Regions from separate parts of the Mus musculus genome. Here all the other regions are linked to region 3. Evidence: chromatin contacts called from public HiCAR-type, HiChIP or PLAC-seq and Micro-C data. All regions are on one chromosome and are shown on one strand. Each heading gives the region's core, a stretch centred on a gene start, on an enhancer-like site or on the middle of the called end of the contact. The rest is flanking DNA. Distances are from core to core; before and after follow the strand shown. Region 1 overlaps Nmnat2 (nicotinamide nucleotide adenylyltransferase 2). Region 2 overlaps Nmnat2 (nicotinamide nucleotide adenylyltransferase 2). Region 3 holds the start of Lamc1 (laminin, gamma 1). Region 4 holds the start of Nmnat2 (nicotinamide nucleotide adenylyltransferase 2). Region 5 overlaps Nmnat2 (nicotinamide nucleotide adenylyltransferase 2). Region 6 overlaps Nmnat2 (nicotinamide nucleotide adenylyltransferase 2). Region 7 holds the start of 1700040K01Rik (RIKEN cDNA 1700040K01 gene).

Region 1 (4,016 bases), core at 900-3,399, 270 kb after region 3:
TTATAAGAAGACATGACTGTCTTCTTAGAAATCTCAAGAAATCCATAAAGTAGCTCCTAGAACTAATGAATGAGCCAAGCTTAGCAAAGTAACAGGAAAGATCCATAAGAGAAACTAAGTTATTTCTTCTTTTCTCTTCTTTCTTTTTTTTTCTTCCTTCTTTCTCTTCTATTTTTGAGCTTGTTTGTTTTTGGTGTTTTGAGACAGGGTTTCACTGTGTAGCGCTGGCTGTCCTGGACCTCACTCTGTAGACCAGAGATCTCCAACCCCCAGAGATCCACCTACCTCTGCCTCCTGAGTGTGAGATTAAATGTGTGTGCCACCACTGTCTGTAGAAAACTAAGTTATTTTTAAACAGTAGCAGCCAAAATAAAAATACAAGGAAATTTGCACAAGACTCAACACAGTAAGTATTTTTTTCCCAAAGCAATATGTAAATTTAATGCAATTTGTCTCAAAATCCCAACAAGACTTTTAAAAGTGAAAATCTAGAATTTATTTGGAAAGGCAAGTAGCTAGAATAATTCACAGAACTTTTATCTGTAAGAACTAAGTAGAAGAAACATCCAAATGTCCCACAATCTGAAAATGGCTAACAAACCACACTGTGAAATAACTGTGAAATATCCACACCACAGAGTACTAGTCACCACGTGAGGAGACAGTAATAATACACTCGACAACTTGGGTGTGTTTTAGTCAGACTTCTCAGCACTGTGGCGGGTACCCAAGAGAGGAACTGAAGGAGGAGGGTGTATTTCAGAGTTTCTGTGCATGGTTGGCTGTTTCTGTTGTGTCTGGGCTGTGGTGAAGCATCATGGCATATGTAAATACACTGTAGCTGTCTTCAGACACTCCAGAAGAGGGCGCCAGATCTCATTACAGATGGTTGTGAGCTACCATGGTTAGATGGTTGCTGGGATTTGAACTCAGGACCTTCAGAAGAGCAGTCAGTGCTCTTAACCACTGAGCCAGTTGTCCAGCCCTGGCTCTTGTTCTTAATTGTGGTGCTTCTCTAATCCATAGATGTGGTAAAGTGACATATACCTGAAGGCCACAGGAGTGGGATGTCTCTGTCTTATCCTTGCAACTTCCTACGGATTACGAATTATCTCAAAACAAACTATAATTTCAAAGCCCATAGTAAACCACCAGATGTTACACTTTAGGATAGATTGCACAAATCCAGGCAAATGGCCAGCAAGCTGGCTGGTTCTATTTGGTTACTTCTGCAACTTTCCTTTTTTTTTTTTTTTTTTTTTATAATTTCTAAATTTTTTTGCTGCTGTTTGGATTCCAACATTTGGAGCTATGACGTGACACAATAAATAAATCCAAAAACATTGTTTATCTTAACAGTCCAGTATGAGTGACCCTTAGCCCTCAGCTAGTTTAGTACGTATAACAAGCTCCCAAGGAGACCAGCCCCACTGGCCTACAGCCACATACTTGTGTGTGTGTGGTTGGGCAGACTAGCCTCTGAAAGGTTCAGATACCCCAACACACACACACACGCGCGCGCACATGTGCGCAAAGCTGTCCACTTTCTTCCACTCTCCCAGTACATTACATAACGAGGGCCTTTCTGGGCCTTGGTAGGAAGCCAGCCCATTGGCAAAGATGTAGCTAGGGCCCTGGAATTTAATTTCATGCCAGGCCTCCCAAAATGCATTCTATTTTCATCCATATACCCCAGGGAAGCAGCCAAATGGCTCTAAAGTTTACACTCTAGTCTGATGGCTCTCCTCCTGCTCTTTTGGAGGAGACAAGACTCAATATCCATCGGCCTTCCTGTCCGCAGGACCCTGAAGACTCACCCTGGCTTAGTCCAGGCCCCTAGACCCATCTAAATCTGTCATGACAGCTGCTGCTAGACTGACCAGAGATCAAACACAGCACAGGTGATCTGCCTAGTTATTAAAACCTCAGACAGATCTGCCTGCTGGCTTCTCAGTGGACCTGGCTGACATTTGTAATCCTCTCTCCCCTTCCAGCCAGGAGTTCATGGAGAGGAACACTGCATTTAGAACATCAATATTAACTCAAATTTTCCTTTTGGGTTGCAATTAGAAATGACCCCAGCTCGTGTTCACAGCTGGAACTGCCTTGGCTCTCCTTGTTTGTGAATTGCACAGAGGCTGTCTGGACTTGTAAACATTCTAAATTGCAGACAGATCCAAAATTGGGTAATAAAGAAAGGACTGGAGCTATGAATCCCTCTAGGCGGGGTTATTTCTGCTTAGGGATTATGAAGAAATAACTCTTAAAGGAGTCATTCCTGTGGCCTTCCAAACTGAACCTTGAGGAGTCTCCAGCAAAATGTGATGAGAGCTTACTCTGCCCGAGGTTCTGTGCCAGCCGCTGTGAGGATGCTGGAGAAACGCCACATGATCACCATCTCTGAGGAGTTTGAAGGTCTGGGTAAATAACCCGCATTGATAATAGCAGAAGATGCAGGTCACTGAAGTGACCGAGGCCTTCCTGGGGATGGGGTACAGAGGCCAATGAAGCCTCCTGAGAACACGTGACCTTAGGCAGGGACCTGACAGCAGAAAGGAGGATCGTGGTAGCTTATCCCTTCTCATCAGAGCCCCTGGAAGTTGAGGGAGGAGCAGTGCCTCGGATTCTTGAGGGGCCTGGGCTACAGAGTGAAGTCTGGCCAGTCTGGGCTATAGAATGAGACTCTGTCTGAAGTAGTGGTTCTCAACCTTCCTAATGCTATGACCCTTTAATACAGTTCCTTATTTTCATTTCTACTTCATAACTGTAATTTTGCTACTGTTATGAACCGTAATATAAATATCTGATATACAACCCTGTGAAAAGCTAAGACCTTTTTATGGATTGAGAACACAGGTTGAGAATTGCTGGTCTCAAACAAACAAACATCTTTATTTTCTGTGTTCCTGTTGCTCTGACATGGAAACCTTTTTTTGGATCCTGAACAGACAATTGTCTCTGAGTTGGGCAGTCCCTAACGGCCTTTTGGCACATCTTTTAAATGCAGTCACCAGTCTCCAAACATAGGTCCCCAGTATCAGATATACCTGTGTTCTGGAGGCTGAGGCAGGAGGATCCCAAATTCATGAGTTAGAAACGAAACTAAACTACATAGTAAGATCCTGTCTCCAAGCAAGCAAGCCAAAAAGCAGAGGACAGACAGACATTCCAGGGATGAGAGAATCAGGCCGATGCACTGACTGAGGGGTGAAGGCTCCGTTTCTTCACTTGCTTTCTTTGTAAGTCACCAATCCATAAAAAGACATAAATGCCAGCTCCTCTAATCTGAACACTGCACATTGTGTATGTGCAATAGATGATCACACTGTACCCTACAAATACGCACACTTGCATCTCAGTTAAAAATGTTTGAAGCACTGGAGAGGTGGCTCAGTGGTTAAGTATACTTGCTGTTCTTCCAGAGGACCTGAGTTCTAGACCCAGTACCCATGTCAGATAACAGATCCAGGAGATCTGATGCCCTCTTCTGGCCTCTGAGGGGACCTACTCACACACATGTGCATACACACACACACACACACACACACACACACACAAATACACATACATTAAAAATAAGTCTTTTTTTTTTTAAAAAGAAACTTGAAAAGAATGATCAGAAAAGAATAAAAGAGAATGATGTCACTGTAGGTCATTGTCACTTGGGGTGTCTTGCCCTCTCTCATATCACTCGGGGTGTCTTGACAGTTGTTTACCATTCGGACAGCGTGGAGAAGCAGGGGTCTGGCTGACCACGTTCTCCTGGTAGATAGACTAGATGAGAAAGTAATTGAATATTGAGCCCTTGAAGTAAAAGGCTTTTGTTGTTGTTGTTGTTTTATTTTGCTTTGGACTCGGGCCCTTAAACAGGCTAGACAAGAGCTCTATGACTGCACTATATCCCGAGTCCTCTTTTTACTTTTTATTTGAGGTAGGATCTCACTAAGTGGCCCCAGTCTGATGTGATGTAACTCTGTAGTCTAGGTGGGGCTGTGCTTGCAATTCTCCTGCCTTGG
Region 2 (4,212 bases), core at 1,097-3,596, 340 kb after region 3:
TGTGATTGATGGTTCGGAATAGTCCACCTCATTGTGGGTCCATCCCTGGGCTGGTGGTCCTGGGTCCTGTAAGAAAGCAGGCTGAGCAAGTCATGAGGAGTAAGCCAGTAGGCAGCATCCCTCCATCTCTGCATCAGCTCTCATCTCCAGATTCTGGCTCAGTTTGAGTTCTGGTCTTGGCTTCTCTCAATGGGCTGTGACTCAGGATAGTAAGGCATATAAGCCCTTTCCTCCCAAGTCACTCCGGTCGTGGTGTTTCATCACAGCAACAGAAACCATAACTAAGACAGCCATTAACCCAGAATGCCTGGAATGGTACCAGTAAGCCTGAGCACTGAGGAGCTCTACCGACGGTCTGCTTTATGTCTAATAGAACAAGTTAGGTTGCTCCTTCCTGCTGGGACTGAGTAGCTTCTCTGTTCACTACTCTGACTTTCCAGGTGTCATTTCCTGGCCATTTTAAAGAGGAAATAAGGTAAGACAACAGTGCCAAATTAACCATTGGAATCTCTCTGAAAGACTAGCTCTGTCTTTTCCTGGCTTTGTAGCTCAGGCTGGTCCCAAACTTGGGATCTTCTTGGTTTAACCTCCAGAGTGCTGGGATCGCAGGCATGTACCACCATCCCTGGCCAAGAATACTGACTTTTAAGTCTGGTGTGGTGTGCAGGCTTTTAGTTCCAGCTCTGGATCCTTCGTTCCAGGACACTGGTACTTAGATTAGGCTACATAGTGAGACCCTGTCACCAAATAAAGGCAGTATTCCCTAGGCAACTCGAGTACTTGGTTAATGCCCTCTCTGTGGGGTCTGTCTGCAAAAGGAAAGTTTACATAAGTCCTATCGGTTAGTATGGGTACTACACAGTCCGACTGTCATGTGCGGTGCCTGTTCTCTGTGGCTCCTTCTGTAATAACCTCTGCTGGAGAAGCTCCAGGACATCCACAGGTCCCTCTGTCACTGGGGAAGGAACAGGTGTTCAGAGCAAGGATCTGGACCCTCAGTGAAGAGAGTTGAGCTTCATTCTTTATTAACAACGAAGAGGAAAGGGGCTGGAGAGTTGGCTCGGGAGTTAAGAGCACTTGTTGTTGCAAAGGAGCAGGATTCAATTCCTAGCACCCAGATGGAGGCTCACCACCTCCTCAAACACCAGCAAAGCATGGTATACAGATTCACATGAAGGCAAAACACTCATACACATAAAATAATAAATCTAAATTTAAAGAAATGAAGAGGAATGACCTTGTAAAGAGCTCTCATATACATGTGTGTATGTATGTATGTATGTATGTATGCATGTATGTATGTGTGTATGTATATTGACCTAAAAGTTGGGCTGTATTGTCACGGGTTCTCAACCTGTGGGTTGAGACACATACCCATTGCATATCAGATGTCCTGCATATCAGATATTTATAACATGATTCATAACTGTATCAAAATTACAGTTATGAAGCAGCAATAAAAGTAATTTTATGGTTGGGGTCACCACAACACGAAGAACTATAATAAAGGATCGCAGCATTAGGAAGGCTGAGGAACACTGATGTATGTGAATCAATAGTGGAGTGACGTTAACTGTTCCCAAGGTCAAAGCTCTCAGGAGGAGAGCTGGAACCTGTTCTTTCTAAGTCCACATTTAGCCTATACACTAGCGTGCCATTTAAGAATTTTAAGAAGCATAAATAAGTATTAAAAGGCACAGTTGCTAGTTTACAAAATGGAAAGACAGACTCCAGAGAGCTGTTCTCCTCGGCCTGGTTCTGGGCAACCTCACCTGGGTGATTCCAGACTAGGCCATGTGTTCCAAAAGAGAATGCTCGCCCCTGTATCTCCTACCCTATAGAGAACAGCCTTTTCCTCCCCACTGTCGGGAGATCAGTTTCCTAAACTAGGACAGTGTTGCAATCAGCCACTCCAGAAGGGGCTGTGATTCACATCTGAGCTTCAGAAAACAGTGCTCGTTTCATTTAAAGGGGAGACAAAACAAGGCAAGTGCTTGGGTGCTGACAGATTTCTCCAGACCTTAATTTGCATTCATGTTGCTTCCCAAGCATTTGATTTGTTTTTCTTTCCAAACTGTGTTGTACCACATGCAAGGAAGATAGATTCACTTAATCTGGATCCTGTGATTTCATTGTTTATCGATGTCAATAGCAAGGAGGCAGGAATGTTAGTTAGGGAAGCATCAAATGGCTTTCATTCTTCCATCTGGGAAGCAAACATGAGAATACACCAAGCCCAGACTTTCAGAGACTGGGGCAGCCATCACGGCCAACAGCCACACCAAATGTCAGCTCTCAGGATATTCCCATACAGCCAGGCTGACCTTGGCAGAGATGCCCCAGAGAAACCTCAGTTCCTTCCCTAAAAATAGGATGTGTGTTGATGTTCCCAGCATGTCTAAACTTGCCCTGTGTTTAGCTTGAGGGCTGACCCATAAACATTTCAAAAGAGGGAAGAGTTCCAGGCTGCCTTTCATGGAGGCAGAGAATCTGGCAGGACTGGGCCACAGAGATCTTGGTTCTGTTTCTAATCACTGTGCCCAAAGCCCTGAACTTTAAGGGATGAAGGAGTTTGAGGACAGACAGCCCACCTTGCTGAGGAAGCCCTTGGCAGCATCGCATAAGGTGGCTGGTTAGTTTACCTCTGCAGGGTGGGCTCTGAGGTTTATGCCAGGCCCCCTCCCCTCCCCTTCCCTTCCCCTCCCCTCCCCTCCCCTCTCCCTTACCTTCCCTCCCCTCCCCTCCCCTCCCCTCCCCTCCCCTTCCCTTCCCTTCATTCAGTCTAGTCTCAGAGCCCTTGAACTGGTGCAGTCTACATCCGGGTGGGTCTTCTCTCCAAGAGTGATTGTAATTCTAGGTTGACGATGGAGAACAACCCTTCCAGAGGCTATTTGGAATGATCTGAGTAGCTTCTTGCCTCACATGCATGCCTACACCTACAGAACCTACTTGTCTGCTCTTCACAAAGCTCCACTGTAATGTATAGCTGCACAACCCCCTTACTCAAAAGTGTTCACCACTGGTTACAGATCAAGATACCAAAGACCTATGTGGAAGACCTTCATTTCCAGGCATCCCGGGCATCTCCAGAGTCTCAGCTGCTGTGCTGCCTCATTTGGTTCCGTCCACCCTCCTCCTCCCCCTCCCCCTCCCCCACCCCCTCCCCCTCCCCCTCCCCCACCCCCTCCCCCTCCCCCTTCCTGCTCACCCCAGCAGGGCTGTCCACATGTACCCTGTCCCTGAGACTTCGCTAATTTCCATTTCTTCATTTATTTTTGAAACAGCCTTTTATTGTGTGCTATGTAGACTACAGTGGCCCTGAGCTCACAGAGATCCACCTGTCCCTGCTTTCTGGGTGCCCTAAAGGTGAGTGCTGCCTCTGTGCCTTTGCCTAAACTGTTCCCCCGGGGCAGTTTCTCTTTCTCCACATCTCTATATTAGAGTTCTGCTCAGTCCCAGGGATAATTCAACCACTTCTTTTGCTATAAAGCGCTCTCACATGTCTTCGGGTCTGTGTTAACCATTTCTTTGCTCACCGGCCACTGCCCTGTACTCTGGAAGGAGCTCTTCCCGTCTCTGAACCTCCTGACACTGACCCGAAAGCTTCTGTAACTTCCTCATACTTCAGTCGTATTCTTTCGTTACCATTCGTCCACAGTCCATCTTCTCTCCCCCACATAAGTACAAAAAACAACAGCCACTCACATTCATGAGAAAACAGGCCTATGAGCCCTCTCTCTTCTGTTCTCATAACCCTCTGCTGTGTTCATCGATGCTATCCCGCTTCATGTTTTAAACATAATCAATATAAACTACTCAGAACAAGAATTTTGTCTTTATATTTGTTTTATGAATTTAAAAAAAAAAAACCTTCAATAGTATCTAACAGTGGGCACACACTAAATACTGTTAAGATTGAAGATAATAAAACTGAATTCTTTTTTTTTTCCAGTAAACCGTAGGAAAGAATCAGTGGAGAGCTGGGTGTGGGGTTATGCCAGTCAGGGCCTGTTCAATCTGGATAACATTATTAGGGAGATTTGCTATTAAATTAATGGAACACTATTAAAAGCAATGGTAATAACAAACTGGAGATTGAGATCTTATCTGCTGAGTGTCCACTAACGGCGCACATTTGAGACAAGATGGGTGCAGCCTGATCTGGATTTCCAGGTCACTGCAGGACTACAGAAGACAGAGCCACTAGAAAAG
Region 3 (4,052 bases), core at 37-2,536:
AGCTTACACTTTGCTGGTCTGCTTTGCATCTTGGGTTGGGATTAGCACAGTGTGCTGCCAAGCCCGGCTCTCAGCTGGTTCATTTTTACAGCACCCTCCCTTCCCCTGTCTGCTGGTCCTATCAGCACTGCAGGTAGTTCTGATCTGAGACTAAAACGCATGATCTTTTGGCTCGGGCTCTGGGAACTGAGTCATTCTGGCACTGACAATATTCTGTGACTCAGCAGGTCCGAAGAGGAGGATGTCAGAATCCAGATAATTTCGAGTCTTTTAAAGGCAAGCTAGGACACACAAACAACAGAGTGGAAGAATTTCAAAGCAGGTCTGCGTATCCAGGGGAAAATGTCATTCCATTCCCAGCCTTCTCACTTCCTTCCTTGCCCGGTTAAATGACAGTCACATTTTAATTTAGAGCAAGGAAATCACAAAATTGACTCTGAAGCTGAGATCGAGCCCTGTGTTCCACAGGGATCCAGTCCCTTGGACACCTCGGGATCTCTCCCCTCAGCGTGGGCAGGGCTTGCCCCGGGATACAGGAGGCAATGCCCGGGACGGCTGGGGAGGGCGAGGTCACGCAGGCCACCGCACCGTTGCGCTGTGTTCAGGCTCCAGAGTCAGGTAGTGGCTGAGCTATACCGTAAGGACTGACATCTGGTTGGGCCAGGGTCCAAGTCCTCATGAAGTCAAAAACACAGATTCCGGGCCACCTCACCCACCTGCGTCTCCCTTTAAGAACCTCCTCTTAGCCTCATACCCTCCAGGGCAAGATCCTCTAAGGTACAAGACCTGGATGAGGGTTCCCAACCCACCGAAGCCCCTACCCTCCCAGCATGCACTGCCCAGCACCCCACACCCCACGCCCCGCCCTCCTTCCCTCACTCACGCTCCCTCTCCGCCCACCTTGGGCCCCTCCCTCTTACCCCCTCGCCCAGCCCACCTCTAGTCACGCCCATCCAGAAGTCCTCCCACTTGACCCCTTGCCTCTTCCATCTCGCGCCCCCCTCCCTTTTGCTGCCGGTCCCGCCCTCCTCGCACCCCACCCTCCTACTCCACCGCCCCGCCCACCTCGCGCCCGGTCCTCTGGCTCCCGCCCCTCCCATCTCGCTTCTCTGGCCCACCGCCCTCCAGGCCGCCCCCGCCGCCGCCGGGAGTCGCTGGGGAGGACGCGTAGGGCGGGGAGCAGCTCCTGGCCCGCGTGAGCTGCCGAGGAGGCCGGCCTTGGGTTTTCTCCACCGCCAGATCCCACCCCGCCGGGCAGACCCCACCCCCTTCTCCTTCCTCCTGGGGCGCGCTCTCGAGTGCGCGCTCGGAAGTCGGGGGTCGGCGCACAGTGCAGGCTGCGCACCGGGAGGTAGCGGAGGCAGCGCGATCTTGGCTCGGACGCCCACCCATCGGCTCTGCGTCCGGCTCTCGGCCTCCAGCCCGGTCCACAGCCCGGCCTCGGCCCGCAGCGGAGGATCGGCCTCGGGATACGCCGCTAGGCGAGTGCAGCGCGGCACCCCAGCCTTTGCCGAGGGCCCGCGCGCAGCGGGATGACGGGCGGCGGGCGGGCCGCGCTGGCCCTGCAGCCCCGGGGGCGGCTGTGGCCGCTGTTGGCTGTGCTGGCGGCTGTGGCGGGCTGTGTCCGGGCGGCCATGGACGAGTGCGCGGATGAGGGCGGGCGGCCGCAGCGCTGCATGCCGGAGTTTGTTAATGCCGCCTTCAATGTGACCGTGGTGGCTACCAACACGTGTGGGACTCCGCCCGAGGAGTACTGCGTGCAGACTGGGGTGACCGGAGTCACTAAGTCCTGTCACCTGTGCGACGCCGGCCAGCAGCACCTGCAACACGGGGCAGCCTTCCTGACCGACTACAACAACCAGGCCGACACCACCTGGTGGCAAAGCCAGACTATGCTGGCCGGGGTGCAGTACCCCAACTCCATCAACCTCACGCTGCACCTGGGTAAGCGATGACAGCCCCGTCCCCACTACTCGCTCACGGTCCAGCTCCGGGGCCGCATCCATGGAGCCGCTGGTCCGGCCTGAGGGGCCTGTCCAGCCGCGTGCTGACGGTCTGTTCTCCAGCGTGGGCCACACACAGAAATTCCTTTCTCCAACTTCTAAAATTCATCTCGCTTTGAACATCCGGTGAGGGCCACCATGTCCCACGCTAGCATCTCTCTCTTTTTTTCTTACTCTTTCTAGTCCAACCGGATTCTCGTTCCGTTGATTCTTTTCTATTTCAGCAGTTAGGATTTTGGACCAACACCCCCCCACCCCCTTTTGCACCCTGAGGCGCTAATGAAACACTCATCCTGGCAGGACAGGACTATCACATAGCATGCTTACATTAGAGTCTTGAAGGTCCACTTTCAAACACTTGTCTTTAAAATGTTTGTCTGTCTCCAGGGTTGAGAATGATTGCTCTTAGTTTTGATAGGGGAATTTGAGGGGAGCAAATGCCTTTGCCGCCGGTATTTCTATGTGTAATTAAAGTGGAAGTTCACTTTTAAAGTTACTGTTCTTCAGAGCTGTTCAGCCTTAATTAGGAGCTGTTTCACTGCTAATCCTAGTTGGGAGAAAACAGAAAGGTAATGAAGACACTCTCTGTAATTGAGGGCAGTTTTGTTCCGGTGTAAAAAGCTCCAAGGCTCTCCTGGATAGTCTTCCCTTTTGCTTTGATCCGAAGCAAGTGTGGAGACAAGCATGCTTTAGAATCCAGGAGAGGGCTGAAGTAGGAGACTTCATGGCAGAGCCGTGGATGAGCAAGGCTGTGATTATCTGAACGGATCAAAGTTCCTGCTTCACCTGGAGATGTTTTCTTTACTTTTGAGACAGACAAGAGAGCAGAAAAATTTTCATTGCTGTGTTCAGTTGTGCAACATTAAGTGTGAAAAACTGATTGTTGCCCTGGGATATTTGAGAGGGATATTTTGTAGGCAGATAGTCCCCTGATCGTGGTTTCAGGGTTTTCTTTCCACTGCTCTTCATTATATTATATTATATTATATTATATTATATTATATTATATTATATTATATTATCAGGGAATTTTCTTCAGAGAAAGACTATGACTTAGAGAAAGTGCCTTGAAAGTGTAAATGACTGTGTGTGGAGGAAGTTTTAGGAGAGCAGTGTTACTGCCTCTGTAGTAGATGCTGCCTTTTTCTTTGTAGACGAGTCACCAGGCAGATGGAACTTTTTGAAAACAAGCTCATAAATGAAAATGTGAGGCATCCGATTTTCAGTAATTAAGAGTGAGTTCGGTTTTGAAAAGGACTGGAACGACATAGAAGTGTAAAAGTGATGCTTTGGAGAGATGCCTTTCTCCAGACGGCACTCCGCTTCCCAAGATCTCTGGGAGTCCTTTGAAGTAGCTTCAGAGTTTTTAAGTTCTATAACTTATGTCCAGTTATTTTTAACTTTTTTTTTATGTTTTACTTTTTTTTTGTACTCAATTCTGAATCCCCTTGAAGTCTTGCTTAATCCGTTTTCAGATTTAAAAAAAAAGAAACAAAATTCAGAGGCAAGGCCTTGACGTCTCCCAAGTGCCTGAGATGCCGTTGAAAAGTTCTGAACAATAGGCTGTCAATCTCTGCTTTCCTCCTTCTTTAGGCTAAGGAGCTGAGGTTTATTTCAGGTGATTGCAGAGGGAGAAACTAATCTCTGGCGAAGTCTCTGTTGCAGAGACATGCGCTAGGGTAAGAGGGCAGCCAGGTTGCTACTGTTGGGGGCCAGCTATATTAATTAGCTTTGGGCCATGTTAATGACGAGGCCAAAGAACTCTTCCATCTCATTAGGACGGCAACATGATATTTTCTATACGCTTGGACTTGATTTTACTGAAAAATTCTTCAGTTGGTTGCTAAATGACATTCATAAAACTGGGGCTCACTCTGGCTGTCCTGGGACTCACTATGTAGACCAGGCTGACTTTGAACTCCTAGAGAACCCCCACCTGCTTCTGAGTGCAGGGTACTGCGATTCCAGGTGTGAGTAGCCACACCCAGCGGGTTTACTCTTTAAAAGTAAAGTTTAAAATATTTTCAAAGCCGTGTAGTTATTGTAAAA
Region 4 (4,024 bases), core at 460-2,959, 380 kb after region 3:
TTGCTGCTGGTTTACCTTAATGCTGGAACAAAGCACCCTGTTTAACAGGCAAGTTGGCGACATTTCTGAATAAACACTTTTAAAAGCTTACAGAATAAAGCAGAAGGAATGGCTGCTTCTTAGACGTCCTAACTTTCCCCGTTCCATAAGGTGGCTACTGAACCTGTCCTGTGTGCAGGGTAGTTTTATAATGTTGTCCTGTTAGCCGTAAGGCCCAGTGCAGAATAATCTTTTAGGGTTAGAGGAAAGAGTTTTGGCTTATGCATTTGGGGTGGTCTTCACGGATATGCTGTGGCTTTCATTAAACAGCCTAGGAAAGCTCTGGCAGTCCTCCAGACCTGGGCAAACACGTGTGCCCGCAGCCAGTAGCAGCGCTCTGCGTTTCAGCACCACCGCCTGTGGAGAGCGCCTCACCGCAGGGCCGGGTCAGGGACTCTCACCCTGCCCTTCTCCCATCCCCAGAGCCCTGGCTCTCCCTTACTCATTTCCTTGAGTCCCAGGGGAAAAGAAAAATCACCCCAACTTATAACTTCTCAATTTCTGCTTTTAAAGTGACCCCGCGTCCCCCTCTCAGGGGTCTAAACGCGCACACACCCTGCGCCTTTGGGTCCTAAAGCAGTAGCCTTCGAGCGGCGTGGCTTCCGCACCGGCGGCGAGAAATTTCAACCTGCGTGGACAATTACCTCTTTCCTGCCTCTCTGCTGGACCTTTATGCACGCACCCGAGACGCCTGAGCTTTCCCCCTCTCACTGTACGTCCCGAACCTCAAAAAACAAACTCGTGAAGACACGTCCCTACCCCACACACGAGCTCTCACGCACATTCAAATATCCATCTTCACACTCACACCGCAAGGATGCCGGTTGTCATCGCCGCCTTGGGCAGAACCTTGGCCAACTTGGGCCGGGATCCATCTCGCCGGCTCGTGGACCACCTCCCGAAGCAGTCGCCCCGCCCCCTCCCCTTTCCAAGGCAGCCGGAGCCAAACCTCGGCGGGGCAGTGGTACCCTTCCCTCTCCATTAGCCAACATCCACCGCTCTGGGCCACCAAAGCTACAATCTCCAAACATTGTCCGTTGAGCCTCCTGGAACCGCCAGCCAAGCCCAGTATTAGTCTCCTTGAAGCCCCAGTCCCTGCCACTGGTGTGTCGTGTGCGAGTGTTTGTGTCTCCGAGGCACATTTAACTCCTTCGAGCTTTCTGCCCATCCTAAACAAACAGCACGTTATCTTCAGCCCTTCTCCTTCCTTCTTCGCACCCCAACCTCTGCCCCTATCCCCACCCTTGCCCGCCAAGTACTCAAACCACCGCACTCCAGGGCTCTAACCAGGCGCCCCCACCCCACCCCAGAGGACACTCACCCCCCAGCCCCGCACCTCCCCCATCCCTGGCCCTCGGCGAGGCGATCTGGCCCCACGCTAGAGAAGCCTGGAAAAAACGCAGTTTGCGTCGGCTCGTGCTAGCGGGGATAGTTGGGGCTGACCTGGCACCAGCCTGATCAGCCGGCGCACCCCTCCGGAGGGGCGCACGCCTTCCTGCTCAATCGCCTTGGAAAGCCCTGATATTGGCGAGAGTAGAGCAGCGGAAGCAGCCTCCGGGGTGGGCGGGAGGACTCACCGAACATCTGAATGTGCCCTTTAGTGATGGGATTGAAGCTGCCGCAGGCCAGCAGGATAACGTGGGTCTTTGTGGTCTCGGTCATGATGGGATGAGGTCTCTCGCACTGATCCAGGGGTTGCCTCTTTTTGTGTCTCGATATGTCTGCAGACGGAGAAAGGAAGGCGAGGCTCCGGCGGTGGATGCTGTGGACTCCAAGGAGCCGCTCTAGACGCAAACCGCGTCACTCCCCGCCTCCCTTTAACGCTTGCCACTCCGGCTCGATCCAAGGCTGCTTTTGTATTGCTCTCCCTTTGGCTCTGCTTAGTCCTACTTCCTCTCTAGCTTCTTTTGCGTCACTGGTCTTGGTTCCTGACCCTATTGTTTCTACCCTCTCCACCCCACCTCACTGCATCTTACTTTATCTACAAGGAAAGGAGTGGTACCCTGGCATCCTTACAGCGTGGTTGCTGGCTATGTTCTCTCTGTGTCAAATTTCGTTTTCCTGACTCACTTTTTCTCTCCCTGTCTACATTCCCTAACATATCCGACTTCAAAAATGTTTGATTTTATGAATTTTCTTTTTCATGAGCTTTAATATTTAAAGTGACAAATGATAGGTTTTCTTTTCAATAGTGTTCATTTCGGATTTTTTGTTTTGTTTTGTTCTCCTCCCTTATTTAGTGATTCTAAACTATTGACTGGAATCCAAATCTTGACCTGTGGCTACTAAGAAAGCCCTTCTGCTAATGTTGGTCCTTTGTGTGGGTTGAATTATGGGTTTGGGCAGATATGAATGGGAAATTAGTAAGGCTAAGTATTACGAAATTCCTACATCAGCTGTCCAAGTTGAGTCAGTCACCACTCTATGCTTACTTCTTGATGCTCACTCTCTATTGGATGCTGCTGTGGACCCCGAATGATAACTGAATTAACTCACTGTCTGACAGAGCAGATTGGACGGAGTCTGAGAAAGCCTCTCTGGCTTAGACGACATTTAAGGCAGGCCTATTTAGACAAGAAGTTGTTGGTACAGAGACCCGGAGACAGGCTTCCAGTGCTTGTGAACATGAAAGGAGGGCCATATAACCAAAAGTCCTGGACAGGTGGGCAAACAGTAGTAGAGAAATGTGCACCCAGTCATCATATGGGTTTAGGATAATGGACAGGAAGTTCTTATGAGTCACTGACTTACAGTGGAATAACAAAAGGAGGCCATTGAAATCGTTAGACAGAGAGTACCATGTAATTGACATTTTTATGAGATCTCTGAGTGTTGGGAGGAAAAGAACCAAGAGGAAAATAAGAATTAGGAGAAAGTTGGCAGCCTTGGGCAGGTGGTCCTGTCCTGGGACTGCTGGGTATAGAGAGTCAGCAGCAGGGAGATGAGGCAGGGCAGGATAGATACCATAGATTTTGTAGCTTTTAGTCTTTGCGGATGGATGGGATATAGAGACGTTTGGGGAAACGCCTTAAAATTTGAGTTTAGTAAATGAATGGGCTAAGACTCTGAAAAATGAATAGGGGGAAAGGAAAGGTTTGAAGACCGGACAACTGTTCTCTTTGGATGCATTACAGAACCAGTAATTAGATTCCTGATTCAGAAGCACAAGTATTGCCTTCTTGGACGAACAGTTCCTTGCAAGAGTCAGCTCTCTCCTTCTGCATTGTGGGAACTGGGTGTTGAACCCAGGCCATCGGCCTTGGTAGTGAGTACCTTTGCCTGTTCAGCCACCGCATTAGCACTGCTCCTTACTTCTTATCTAAGAGTTTCTGGCAGGCATGCGGTTCATATTTCTTAATTTTTGCTGAATAGTAAATCAATTCCTACTGTGGAGAGATTTTCTAGTTTTCTAGTTTCTAGTTTATTACTTTGTGTGTGTGCACGTAAGCATGCATGTGCGCGCGCGCACACACACACACACACACACACACACACAAATATTACAGCACTACCACAGAGCTCAGAGGACAACCTGCAGCTGTCATTTCTCTCCTCTTTAAGTGTGGGTCCCTGGGATAGAACTCAGACCATCAGCCTTGGTGACATCTGCTTTACCTGATAAGCCAAAGTACTGACCCCAAAGTTTCTGGTTTCAATATAAGAGTCTTAAGAGCCAGTGTAATTCATACAGAAGTTTGTGTCTTCTCTAACACAAGATGCAAATGGGCGGGGTAGAAAGAGCAAGAGATGTTAGAAGCTGGGCAATTAACATAATTATAATTAAGCAATAAATATTTATTGAATGCCTGCCATATACCAAGCACTGACTTAAGGGTTGTGAACAAGATAGGGCTGCTGCTTTAATTCAGTTCACACTCTAGGCAAAAACAACAGACCATTAAAAAATTAATAGATGCATTAGTAATCGGAATATCTAGAAACATAAAGCAAGGAAAGAAACAGAAAAGGAATCAGTCCTCTTTCG
Region 5 (3,866 bases), core at 675-3,174, 320 kb after region 3:
CGAGACCCTGCTGCGCAAATAAGCAGAATGGAAAAGATCCAGAGCCAGAGTCTGAGGAGTCTGGACAATCCTGCTTCTACTGTTTCTCAGACACAAGGCCTTTCTCAGACTTGCCAGACTGAGCATTGCTCTTACCTCTGAAAGCTTCTTGCCCCAGCAAACAGCAATTAGCCCAAAGACAAGTGACAGAGCAAACAGGTCGGCTTTAAGACAAAGATTTTAAAAAGGAGGGAAATGAGGGTGACAGCTGATTGATTGACATGTAGGGTGGGCGGGACAGATACTCCCTCCCCACTTCCTCATATCTGCTCTGCTGATGTAATTCTATCATATTTCCCAAGAACCATCTTTAACTTGCTTTTCTCCTTTCTCCCCATTATCCGATCCACTGCTAAATTCTACCTGTTTTATTTCTAAACTATAATCTTCTCTCAGTCGCCACAGGAATCACTCAGCAAGCAAATCACCACCTAGGCCAGCACTCTCTGAAAGCTTCCTAACAGCTCTCCCTCCACCTTCCCCGCCCTCCCTCTCGTCCACCCTTTGCAGTGCCAGCGAGTCACGTTTCAGAACATCACTGTTCTGCTCAGAAGTCTCCTCACTGGGCACAGCACACAGCCTCAGCTCCATCCTGGCCCATGGAATGGACTCCTGCACAGTCCATTCAGCCGTACCCTGATGAGTCACAGTCCCACTTGCCCAGTCTCGACCATACTGTTGTGGTGTCATGGTCACCAATCTCCAAGTCACGCCTCTCTTTTCCTCCTCCTCACACCTTCCCATAATTCCTTAGAAGCTGTTTCCTCAGAGACTGCTGAGATTTTGCCCCTATGAGTTAGAGCCTATCTAGCTCTGCCAGAGCCCTTTATCCCCCATCCCTAAAGCCTATCACTGCCTAGTCACTGGTCACTGGTTTGGCTCAGCCGCCTCAGTATCAATGGAGACCCAGGAATGCATATGAGGCTCCGTTTCAGATCCATTGCATCAGAAAGGAAGCTTGGGCCATCATCTGAGCTCTAGCTGATCTTCTGGATTGATTTGATACCCACAAAGATTAAGAACCAATACCATCATCTGTGGTAGATTAATCAGCTTCTGATCCTCTAACTTGAAAAGTACTCAGTTTCCTAAATCCTCAAAATAATGTGACAAGTAGGCCATCTCTGCATTTTATAGATGGGTATATGTATATAATTAAAAATTTTAATTTAATTAGCATTTCACTGTGCAGTTTCTGTTGGCCTTAAAACTCTTGATCTCCCTACCCTATCCCCTGGGGTTACAGGCGTGGGCCACCACATCCAGCCAGATTGTAAAATTATATTTATCAACGTGTTCTGTAGATGAGGATAATGTTGAACTTCTGACCCCCTGGTCTCCACTGCTCCAGATTTTTTTCCTCAATGAGCCACAAAGAGTATTTTATTTTGTCTTACAATACTCCCTTAGTAGTGGCAAAGCCAAATATTTTAACCTAGTTCTGTCCAAATAGAGACTTCATTGTAGCCTCAAAGCTATACTGTCCCACCTGAATTAGAAAGATCCAGAGTCGTGAGCCACTTCTGGTGTACTGCCAGTGTGGGAACAACCCACAGTACTTTGTATCACCCATCTGGGTGTGCAGGCTAGCATGTACCTGTGTAAGACTCCAGGGAGCCTTAGCTTACTGGGGACTCTCTGAGTGACAATGTAGAGGCAGGATCGATGCAAAAAGCAAGAGGAATTTATTGTTCCGGTGCACTGGGGTCCTTCCCAGACTCAAAGGACAGGCGGCAACCCCCAGCACTCTGTCGGTGAGTTTTTATATGGTTTCCAGGGGCAGAACAGGGCATCAGCAACTAGGCACAATATGATTGGCAGCACAGTACACCCTTTAAACTGGTCTTTAGCAAATGAGGTGACAAGGACTTCCCTTGTCAGAAGGTGCGCAACGTTCAGTCCTGCGGAATGTGTCCCCACCCGCAGGTCGGTTCCCTCCCTGTGGTCTGAGGAATGTTAATTAGCCTCTCCCTTCCGGAGAGGCAAGGGTTTCATGACCTTCCCAAAGTTCCTGAGCTGACCTTTTCACCTGTTATATCTCAGAGCATGAAAATGTAGTCACTACCATGCAGGTCTGAACCTCAGATGGTTTTGTTTCACCTTGGACCTACATCTGGCTCCCAATAGATTACAGATCTCTAGTGATCCCACCATCATGTCAGATATAAGATCAACTAGAAAAAATTTAGTTTCTACATGACTGCTTTTGACTGTGTCCGTGGTATATAAATGAGCTGAGTTAACTAGCAAGGAGGTGAGAGGTATTTACTTCTGGAAGATGAAGTAATTTTGTCAGACTGCAGACGCTGTTTATATAAGTAGAAGATGGAGGTTTCTGGATCAAATCAGATACACCTAAGGACGAGTCTCTTAAAACCCAAGCAACTTTTCACTAATAGGGTGATGTCTGCTGTTAGTATTCATAGCGCAAATTTATATTTTTTTTATATATTTTTATATTGTTTTAATTTGTCTTTTAAAATGTTGACCTTGGGCAAAAATTAAAAAGAGAGGAAGAAAGGAGTATTATAAATTCAAGGTCACCTGGGAGTGGTGGCGCATGCCTTTAATCCCAGCACTTGGGAGGCAGAGGTAGGTGAATTTTTGAGTTTGAGGCCAGCCTGGCCTGCAGAGTGAGTTCCAGGACAGGCAGAGCTATACAGAGAAGCCCTGTCTTGAAAAACCAAAAAAATAAAAATAAATAAATAAAGTCAAGGTCAACCTCAGATTGTAGCAAGTTCAAGGCTCAAAGAGACCTTTCAAAAAACAAACAAATAAATCAACAACAACAAAACAGGCACAACAGCTTTCCTCTGAAAACTTACATTTACATCATGACATGAATGGAAAGTAGAGTGTTGGTGAGGCGTAGAGACAGAGTATCAAACACAGGACCAGGTGCTTAGGTAGCTCCGAGAAGATGCTAAAGTCACTAGAACACTCTGGGAACCCTGCACAGGATGTTTTTCTGAAGGACAGTGGGGAAAAAGGAAAGTCTGGAACTAAGATACAAAGCAATAGATGTGACCAAGATACAAAGTAAATACATCAAGCAAAGATACAAAGTAAATACATCCTGCCACACTTTGACCCAAGTTCAGATGGAAGAGCAGGTCTGAGAGACAGAAAACAAAAAACAACAATCAAACACCCGCCCCCCCCCCCTCCAGCAGTTCCCTGTTGGGGGCTTGGAGGGAGGGGGAGAAGGGATTTGGAGTGGTAGCTTTGCCACTCCACATCCCTAGGCCCCACCTGACCCCTACCCATCACTTCAGGTTCCTATATCTGTCCATTCCCGAACGTTTTTAGAGTCTTTAAGAGGACCAAGAGTATGGAGCATTCTTCTTCTGCCTTCTCTGTCTGTTCCTCTACCAGATGGCAGTAAGCCGAGAGGTCCAGGGTACACACTGGAGCTGGTGCCCAGAGAAGCTTGCTGCAAAGCCACTCCTGATTCAGCCTGGCCTCGCTGCAGGAGCCATCGGGGCAGCAGTAGCATTCTTATAATGCAGAACTAAGAAAGTGAATTGGCTTTCCTTGGTAAATCGTTTGAACACACTTACTAAGATTCCCTTTTGTGTTATATATTTTTATTGTTGCTTTGACCAAAATCTCAACAAGAAGCTTGAGCGAGGAAGGGTTTATTTTGGCTCACAATTTGAAGGCACAGTCCACCATGGTGGGAAGGGAAAGGCATGGCTCATGGCAGGGGGAACATGAGGCGGGGGATTCCTTACATCTCAGTGGACCTAGAAACAGGGAGCAAGTCCATAACTCCCGCCCCATCCTATGGCCCACTTCCCTCAGCCACCCACTTTGCTGAAGATTCT
Region 6 (3,790 bases), core at 95-2,594, 280 kb after region 3:
ACTAAGCAAACACTGATTAAACCAAGCAATTTCTCACACATCCTTCAAGATCTGCTGGAAATCCAAAGTAGCCAATTCTCTTGGAACTCAGATTTGGCACGTGTGCAGTGCCCGTCTCTGTGCCCCAGCCTTTAATTCCTGCTGAGTAGGAGCCCAACAGTAACCACAAGTAGACTTGTATGCTAAGTCTTCCCTGAAAAACACATACTTTTTTTTTTTTTTTTTTTTTTTTTTTTTGGCCTCAAACTTGCTATGTAGCTTAGCTCCTAATCTTCTTGCTTCCAAGTACTGGGGATTATAGACATAGACCATCATACCCAGCTTTGTGCAAGCCTTGGGAAGTGAAGAAACCGAGGAAAGTTGACTCTGTTTTCCTCTTTCTTTATTAAAAGATAAGAGAAGGCTCAGAGACAAGAGACTGCAGTGGCTAGAGAAAGAACCAGGAGGATACCTGGAGCTCGTTCCAGGTTCAGTGAGAGACCTCATCTTTAAAAAAAAAAAAAAAGAAAAGAAAAAAGAAATATATATCTTTATATATTTACCTATATTTATATAAATATTTATATAAATTTAAACAAACAATTATGTATTTATATAAATTTATGCATTGATATGTTTATATAAATTTATGTATATATTTTATATGTTTAAATTATATATAAATATATATTTATTTACACATACACATATATATTCATACACATACACACATGAAATCCACTGAGAAGACACCAGATCTCAGGCACTTGCATATACACATATCTGTACATACACACACACACACACACACACACACACACACACACACCCCTATACATATACATGTACGGCTCATGCCATCATTCACTGGAACCGGACTAATAACAACAAGAATTTAATGTGCCAGCCATTGTTCCCTGGGCCTTAAGGTAACTAGTGGTTCTGTGGCCTAGCTATCTAGCCCCTCTGGGCGTCCAGCCTGACACTCTCTCTTGTTGGCAGACCTCAGTCATGTCTGAAGGAGAAACACCCAGGTTAGAGGAGAGACTTGGCCTCTGTGGGTGGGAGTGGAGACCAGGGCCGCAGAGGCAAGGCTCACAAGAAAGGACTCCATTTGAGTCGTCTGCCGAGAGTTAGGTCAGCTCTGGGAAACTCGTTCCCAGGCAGTTTTTGAAAAACCAAAAGAGGTCATTTTGTTCTCCCTGAGAAAGGAAATCCCCTAAAGAGAGCAGTGGGCGGAATTTCTGAGGGCACGGAGTCTCTGGAAGCCAAAGGCGGGGTCAGGGAGGCCAAGGCAGTGGGATCATTACACAACCCCCTCTCCTTGGGAAAAGCCCAGCATCCTTCCTGCCTGGAGTGAGCCGGAGGCCACGGGCTCCATCTGCTGTGCCCTGGTGAGACACACACCAAAGAAACCCAGTTACTGGCCTCCATCTATTCTTTCCCTTGATAGACGCCCAGCAGAGGGTGTGGTGTCTCAGACAACAAAAACAAACAGAAGATCGTATCTGTACGTCTGTGTGGGGCCGGGGTGAGTGTTGTGTATGTAAGTGCAGGTACCCATTGTGCTGTGCAGTTTTATGATAGCTTGACACAGCGAGATATCTGAAAGGAGGGAAACCTCAACTGAGAAAATGCCTCTATAGGATCCGGCTGTAGGGCATTCTCTTGATTAGTGATCGATGGAGGCAGACCCAGCCAGTTGGGTGTGGGGCAATCCCTGGGCTGGTGGTCCTGGGTTCGATAAGCCAGCAGGCTGAGCAAGTCATGGGGAGCAAGCCACTAAGCAGCACCCCTCAATGGCCGCTGCATCAGTTCCTGCCTTGATTGAGTTCCTGTCCTGATTTCCTTCAATGACAAACAGTGATATGAAAGTGTAAGCGAAATAAACCCTTTCCTCCTCAACTTGGATTTTGGTCATGGTGTATTCAGCACAGCAATAGAAACCTTAATAAGACACCACAGTGGCCAAATGAGGGCTCAGATCCTCTGGAACTGGAGGTAAAGGCAGTGTGAGCCCTCTGAGGTCAGTACTGGATCCCCCACAAGAACAGTAAGCATTTTTAACCACGGAGCCATCTCTCCAGCCCTTAGGACTTGCATCTAAGGCCATAGAAGGGGTGACACTGAGTCTACACACAGCCTCTGTACTGCCCTTGCTGCCAGGCAATCTCTGTGGAGATATGGGAGTGTGCGCCCCTGCCCTTCCTGGGACTGTCACGGTGGGTATACTGAACTGGAAGTCAAGGTTAGATAGAGTCTGGTCTGTTTCCACGGGAAAATGGCCCTGGCTTTGGACTTCTGGAGGCCTGCCTGTAAAAAATAAATCACCTTGCATCAATTAGATTGCATCAGCATTGAGCACCTACTATGCACCAGTGTGGGAAACCAAGCACAGGGAACACTAGGATTTCTATGAAAGCTCAACCTGGAGGAGTTTACTTTCTAAACTGATCATTCCAACGCAATGCCTCCTGCTCCAGCGGTTGCCGGGCTGAACTGACATGGCGCATACACGCGTGTCTACCAGCTCCAAGGATCACGGTGATTTTCCAGAGGCACAAGGAGAACCAGAAGCAGGGCAGGACACTAAGAGTATCTCAGGCAAGGCCTCCCCTCTCAGCAGGGCCTCCAGCACAGAGGCAGGGGTAGAGGGGGGTGGGGGGAGGGGGGAGGGATTGGGGATGGGCCTGTCTGCCTCCTGCTTCCACCTGCTAAGGTAGCAGTGCTAGCTCTCTTTCTCCCCCTCCTCCCTCCATCTCTTCCCTCCTCCCTCCATCTCTCTTTTCTTTCATTTGTCTTTTTTTCCTTTTGCTCCCACTATTCTACAAGGGAGTCCTCCACATGGGGAATCAACAGAACATTCTTGTCCCATCAGACAAGAGTCGTTGGGGACTCCCATGGGACTGGGAGGGGAGGTAATCCCTGAAGGTCCTATGCGGGAGTTTCCCCATCTTTCTGCCTCCCAGCTGTGTCGCTGGGAAGCTCCTGTGGTCTTCTTCCTCCCGCTGGCTTCCCCCATTTTCTCCCTTTGCCTTCTCTGTCCATCATGGGCGTGCTGGGATAGATTTCTTCTGGCCAAATGAGTGGAAGAAAGGAGAGAAAGAGAGACCACAGAATAGCAGCACTAATGTCCTCGGAGAGCAACTCTCTGAGTTACCAGAGGAGGTGAAGTAATAGACTCCAAGAGTGAAACAGGAGAAGACAGAGACGAACCTTCTGAGATGGGGGAGCATTTAGGAGTTGGAATGAGGCGACAGTATCGGAGAAGGAGAGGGGAGGGGCTGAGCGGTGTCCTGGTTTGAACAGAGCATCCCTTTGGTGTTTTGTCAGTTTGAACAGCAAGGGATGCTGAGGATGATCGGGGAACAGTGGACCCTGCAATGGGAAGAGGTGTTACTTGAGGGCCAGGCAGGGGAAGTGTTCAAAGGGGGAAATGGGGAGGCTTAAGTAGATACTTTGAAACAATACTCCTCCACTACAGGGGTGAATAACAAGGATGTCGTGAGCCTGGGGTTGAAGAGAGGGACCCTAGATGGATGTTCTTGTAAATGTATTCTTTTGGAAGGTTATGGCTTTAGCAATCTGTATTTCTTGTTACCACACATATATTCATGAGAGTTCCTTTGTCATAACCCCTCCCTTCCTTCTCTCTCTCTCTTCCTCTTTCTTTTTTTTTTCTTTCACTCATTATTTTGTTTCTCTATAGCCCTGGCTTACCCCAAATGGAGGCAACCCTGCCTCAGCTATAGACATGAGACACGAGACCTAGCTTCTTTCTCCTCCCTCTTCCTCTTCTCTTCCCTCTCCT
Region 7 (3,763 bases), core at 489-2,988, 400 kb after region 3:
GATTTCATTCTGACCAAAAACCAAGCAACAGTCAGATGACCTAGTTACTTTTCTCATTGTTGTGACTGAATACAGGACAAGCAGCAACTAAAGAGAAGGACGGTTGTTCCTGCCTGTAGCTTGAGGGGATACAGTCCGCTGTGGCTGGAGAACGTGTGACACCAGCTGCTTCATGGTGACAGGAATGCAAGATAGGTGGTTACATTATGTCCCTAGTCAAGAAGCAAATATTGAACAGGAGATAAGACTGAGCTGTAAACTTCTGGTAGCCCTCAATTGCCCACTCCCCTCTAGCCAAGGTTCCCCACCTCTAAAACAGCACAGCCAGCTGGAGACCAAGACTTCAAATACTTGTACCAGTGGGGAAATAGTTTACATTCAAACCACACCTGAAACTATAGTATAATGTTTCTCATTACTGTTTTGTGTTTTGGTTGGCTTTTTTTTTTTTTCTTCAGGCAGGGTCTCAAGTAGCCAAGGTTGGTCTTGAACTCCCGATCCTCTTGTGTCAACCTCACATGTACTAGGATTAAAAGTGTGTGCCATTCGCCCCGGTTCTTGTTTGTTTTCTCTTTGAAAAAATTCCTACTTTTGACTTCTGTAATCTTGGACTCGGCCTGAATATATGCTTAAATAACATATATGAAGTATTTGTTCAGCAAACAATTCGATATGCAGGTCAAAAATAATCCTAATTTGGAAAAAAATCACATAGACCTACCCCGTCCACACCCACTGTGCTATAAAACTTGATTGACTATGCATGACTGGCTCACAGTCTTCTGGCTTGGGGAGAAGAGAATGAGGACTCCATTTAGTGGACATGAAACTTCTAAGGCTAAGAAATAGGCTTTGATGACCGAGAAGCAGCGGAAGGCAGCTGACCTAGTTCCAGCTCAATGGCTTTCTTATCATGCTCAGCACAAGAAAGACACAAAGAGTCTTTTCATCTGAGTTCAGAGTCTCTAACCAAGGAAGATAAATGGGAAGCTGTATCCTCATAATTGACCAATACCTGGATATTTTGTTCATTTGCTTTAATCTCGTACGACTTAATTACTGTTTGGGGGAAAACCCTGAACATCATTTGCTATGCTGGGGTATTGAGAAGGTGTATGAATTTTTTAAATGAACTAGTTGCAGGAGGATCAATAACATGTCTTATCAGTCCATTCCCGTGTCAGTCTTTAAATAAGTGACAAGGACTGGATAATGGCACTGTGGTGGACATACAGCATAATGCACACAATGCACATAACTCGCAGGTAATAGACACAGAAGGGAACGTATTGTAGTGTATGGATATAGGCACAAATACTTTGTATAGCATTTGTAGCTTAGTGACAAGTGGACTTACCACCATCTTCTCCGTCCTATTTTTCTCCAGCTTCCTCCAGAATGAACTAGTTAAGGGTAAGGTAACGGGTGGGTAATAGTATAACAAATGTTAGAAGAGACGCTAAAGTAAATTTTTAAAAAGGAGGAAGAGAAAGAGGAGGAAAAAGAGGAGCAAAAGGAAGAAGAAGCGGATAAAGCTAGGTGGGAACTCACACACGTTATTCCAGCGTGAGGTCGGGCTTCTGCAAACCGCGTCTCAAAAAATGGGGGAAAATTACAATAGAAAAAATCTAGAAGGAAGAAGGTACAGAAAAAAGCAGGAAACTGTGAGCTGAGCCGAGTGGCTACAAGGCAGAGCCAGGATATGAGAGGCAGCTGCGCTGTGGGCCTTCAGGGAGTGAACAGGAAAGAAAGACTTTAAGTCCTATTGCTAGCTCTGGGCTATGATTCAGCAGCTTGCTAGTTTTTTCAGAAACTGAAGAAAACGAATTATTGTTCAAACTCTTTAAATTAGAAAGAAAGAAAGAAAGAAAGAAAGAAAGAAAGGAAGGAAGGAAGGAAGGAAGGAAGGAAGGAAGGAAGGAAGGAAGGAAGAAAGGAAGAAAGGAAGAAAGGAAGAAAGGAAGAACAAAATAGATAAGTCTGGAAGAAGCCCACTTCATAATCTATCGCTCCTCCCCACACCCTCCATTTCCCCCACAGCTGCACATGTGCGCATGTGTGCTTGCAGCTTGTCCAGGTAAAAGGTTTCTTGGGTTTTTTGTTTCTTTGTTTTGTTTTGTTTTGTTTTGTTTTGTTTTGTTTTGTTTTGGATTTGGGGGGCAGGCGGGAAGCCTGGGGGGAAGTAGGTTTGGTCAATTGTGGTAGCTTGTGGTTTGACACAAGCTAGAGCTATCTAAAAAGAGGAAAAAAGAGGAGTCTCAACAGACTCTCAACAGATGGAGAGAGTGACTCCATCAGACCATAGGCAACTTTGTGGGAGTGTTGTCTTAATGACTGATGTGGGAGCGCCCAGCTCGCTGTGGGTGGTGCCAGCCCTGGACAGGCGGTCCTAGGCTGTCTAAGAAAGCATCCTGAGCGATCTGTGAGGAGCAAGCTAGTAGGCAGTGTTCCTCCGCAGCCTCTGCCTCAGCTTCTGCTTCCGGATTCGCTCCTTGAGTTCCTGCCCTGACTTCCCTTCGCGATCGATTATAAATTGTGAGATGAAATAAACCTCAACGTCTCCAGGTTGCTGTTTGTCATGGTACTTTGTCACAGCAACAGAAAGCGAGCTGACATTTCCTCACCCCACCCCACTGGCCAGCCCTCAAGCCCCCTCCCCCACCAACAGTCTTCTCGTACCATTAGAGATTGTTGGCCAGGATTGTTTTACACTTACGCCAGCCTTCTATAGTCCAGAAGCTCTACCTCTACTGAAATTTAATTTTAACCTCAACAGATTTAAAACAAAATTAAGTGAATCAAAGAAGTAGGAGTGAGGAAAAAAAAAAAGGAAAGAAAAAATAAAAACAGTACAATTTCCTTAGAGAACCCTAAGGTCAAATTTGAGGCCTAAGAAAGGCAGGATAGCATTCCAGAGAACACCATGGTGCCCAAAGGACAGGCTTCATTGAGAGACAACATGCAGACTTGCTCCTGTCTGACACTGTTCTTGAATAGTGTCATACATTACTATTACTTCAGAAGACACAGGGCTTAGCCAGGCTCAAGGCCAGTCTGGAACATACTGGGAGACTCTGTCCCCCAAATCCTCAAACAAACAAACAAAGAAACAAAGGGTTTCCTGTTTGAACCCATGTATTGAAATGTAGTTGTTAACATTGGAAGTGATCTGTCACAGAAGCTTCCTCATCATTTAACCTCATCCGTAGCTTCAAGGCATGAACCACACCCTGGTCATTCAGGGGAGAGTAGGACAAGACAAGGTAAAAGCGACTATCCAACTAGCTGGATAGAAATGGGAGGTAAGGAGCCAAGTTCGCAGTCACAGTAAATCCATTGTCCCAGACAACAGTCTGGCCTATGTTACCATGAAAAGGAGCTTTTGGGGAAGACAATTTCTGGTACACGGCATATTTCTCCCCCTGGAGAAGCTCACACTTCTGTGTTAGACTCTCTGTGAAATACTATCAAGAGGAAAAATCTACTTGAACTGCTGTGATGAATTGCTTCTGGGAGCACATGCTATGTTTAGAACATTACAAATTCTACGAAACACTAGTATTTTCAGAATTTGCATCAATATGTTTGGAGTAGATGATGTCTATAAAAGTTTTATAATAGGTATACTATTATGACAGTAGCCCTACCACCCACACATCTGAAATACCCAGGGCTCCTAGGATTCAATCACGGTGGGCTTTGATCTTTCCAGCACTTCAGTGTCGCTCCTCTGTAAGCTAGGGTGTGCTGCATAAATTTGTAT

What was found. Hi-C and Micro-C count contacts between places; a contact is called where the count stands out from the background. HiCAR-type assays count read pairs that join an accessible place to other places. HiChIP or PLAC-seq counts read pairs in DNA pulled down with a chosen protein or histone mark.
Region 1: a contact with region 3 is called in a HiCAR-type map of fibro-adipogenic progenitors, with 5 times the contacts expected there. The contact joins the enhancer-like site here to the promoter of Lamc1 in region 3. A contact is called at or near these places in 7 of 39 promoter capture datasets (3T3-L1-derived adipocytes, the C10 cell line, cranial neural crest and 3 more), 1 of 15 datasets of contacts at CTCF or cohesin (the NIH/3T3 cell line), 9 of 484 Hi-C or Micro-C datasets (the C2C12 cell line, brown adipocytes, embryonic fibroblasts and 5 more) and 15 of 115 datasets of contacts at active chromatin or transcription factors (the NIH/3T3 cell line, bone marrow-derived macrophages, craniofacial prominence and 9 more).
Region 2: an RNA polymerase II HiChIP or PLAC-seq map of embryonic stem cells shows a contact between it and region 3, with 10 read pairs. The contact joins the enhancer-like site here to the promoter of Lamc1 in region 3. A contact is called at or near these places in 5 of 39 promoter capture datasets (the 3T3-L1 cell line, the C10 cell line, cranial neural crest and 2 more), 1 of 484 Hi-C or Micro-C datasets (embryonic stem cells) and 2 of 115 datasets of contacts at active chromatin or transcription factors (both in embryonic stem cells).
Region 4: a contact with region 3 is called in an H3K4me3 HiChIP or PLAC-seq map of forebrain, with 3 times the contacts expected there. The contact joins the promoter of Nmnat2 here to the promoter of Lamc1 in region 3. A contact is called at or near these places in 3 of 39 promoter capture datasets (the 3T3-L1 cell line, embryonic stem cells and stem cell-derived epiblast-like cells), 5 of 484 Hi-C or Micro-C datasets (the N1E-115 cell line, cerebellar granule neurons, cortical neurons and 2 more), 6 of 115 datasets of contacts at active chromatin or transcription factors (astrocytes, embryonic forebrain, embryonic midbrain and 3 more) and 1 of 9 other capture datasets (pancreatic islet).
Region 5: a contact with region 3 is called in an H3K27ac HiChIP or PLAC-seq map of embryonic stem cells, with 9 read pairs. The contact joins the enhancer-like site here to the promoter of Lamc1 in region 3. A contact is called at or near these places in 4 of 39 promoter capture datasets (3T3-L1-derived adipocytes, the HPC-7 cell line, hippocampal neurons and 1 more), 1 of 15 datasets of contacts at CTCF or cohesin (the NIH/3T3 cell line), 2 of 484 Hi-C or Micro-C datasets (both in embryonic stem cells) and 3 of 115 datasets of contacts at active chromatin or transcription factors (all in embryonic stem cells).
Region 6: a contact with region 3 is called in a Micro-C map of the HL-1 cell line, with 4 times the contacts expected there. The contact joins the enhancer-like site here to the promoter of Lamc1 in region 3. A contact is called at or near these places in 11 of 39 promoter capture datasets (the 3T3-L1 cell line, 3T3-L1-derived adipocytes, the C10 cell line and 5 more), 1 of 15 datasets of contacts at CTCF or cohesin (the NIH/3T3 cell line), 17 of 484 Hi-C or Micro-C datasets (the C2C12 cell line, the HL-1 cell line, the N1E-115 cell line and 10 more) and 17 of 115 datasets of contacts at active chromatin or transcription factors (the NIH/3T3 cell line, craniofacial prominence, embryonic forebrain and 10 more).
Region 7: an H3K27ac HiChIP or PLAC-seq map of embryonic stem cells shows a contact between it and region 3, with 6 read pairs. The contact joins the promoter of 1700040K01Rik here to the promoter of Lamc1 in region 3. A contact is called at or near these places in 1 of 39 promoter capture datasets (embryonic stem cells), 1 of 484 Hi-C or Micro-C datasets (cortical neurons) and 7 of 115 datasets of contacts at active chromatin or transcription factors (the 230-238 cell line, bone marrow-derived macrophages, embryonic stem cells and 1 more).

What each region holds. Positions count from the first base shown.
Region 1 is chr1:153,063,369-153,067,384 of GRCm38.p6, reverse strand. All of the region lies in intron 1 of Nmnat2 (nicotinamide nucleotide adenylyltransferase 2), which reads right to left. Among named protein-coding and RNA genes, the nearest start is that of Nmnat2, 110 kb to the right of the region's middle. Within about 2 kb of position 2,149, at least 74 of the 459 cell types and tissues checked have an H3K27ac peak or open chromatin away from gene starts, as enhancers often do. A contact at or near this core is called in 3T3-L1-derived adipocytes, the NIH/3T3 cell line, brown adipocytes and 6 more, where this site is marked.
Region 2 is chr1:152,990,640-152,994,851 of GRCm38.p6, reverse strand. The region is part of intron 1 of Nmnat2 (nicotinamide nucleotide adenylyltransferase 2); the gene reads right to left. Among named protein-coding and RNA genes, the nearest start is that of Nmnat2, 38 kb to the right of the region's middle. Within about 2 kb of position 2,346, at least 31 of the 459 cell types and tissues checked have an H3K27ac peak or open chromatin away from gene starts, as enhancers often do. A contact at or near this core is called in embryonic stem cells, where this site is marked.
Region 3 is chr1:153,330,020-153,334,071 of GRCm38.p6, reverse strand. Lamc1 (laminin, gamma 1) reads left to right here and starts at 1,286. Exons shown (of 28, transcript NM_010683.2): 1 at 1,286-1,944. The coding sequence starts at 1,533.
Region 4 is chr1:152,952,786-152,956,809 of GRCm38.p6, reverse strand. Nmnat2 (nicotinamide nucleotide adenylyltransferase 2) reads right to left here and starts at 1,709. Exons shown (of 11, transcript NM_175460.3): 1 at 1,617-1,709. The coding sequence starts at 1,701.
Region 5 is chr1:153,007,594-153,011,459 of GRCm38.p6, reverse strand. All of the region lies in intron 1 of Nmnat2 (nicotinamide nucleotide adenylyltransferase 2), which reads right to left. Among named protein-coding and RNA genes, the nearest start is that of Nmnat2, 54 kb to the right of the region's middle. Within about 2 kb of position 1,924, at least 51 of the 459 cell types and tissues checked have an H3K27ac peak or open chromatin away from gene starts, as enhancers often do. A contact at or near this core is called in the NIH/3T3 cell line, embryonic stem cells and stem cell-derived epiblast-like cells, where this site is marked.
Region 6 is chr1:153,045,850-153,049,639 of GRCm38.p6, reverse strand. All of the region lies in intron 1 of Nmnat2 (nicotinamide nucleotide adenylyltransferase 2), which reads right to left. Among named protein-coding and RNA genes, the nearest start is that of Nmnat2, 93 kb to the right of the region's middle. Within about 2 kb of position 1,344, at least 83 of the 459 cell types and tissues checked have an H3K27ac peak or open chromatin away from gene starts, as enhancers often do. A contact at or near this core is called in the C2C12 cell line, the HL-1 cell line, the N1E-115 cell line and 5 more, where this site is marked.
Region 7 is chr1:152,932,780-152,936,542 of GRCm38.p6, reverse strand. 1700040K01Rik (RIKEN cDNA 1700040K01 gene) reads right to left here and starts at 1,738. Exons shown (of 2, transcript NR_166417.1): 1 at 1,358-1,738; 2 at 1-212.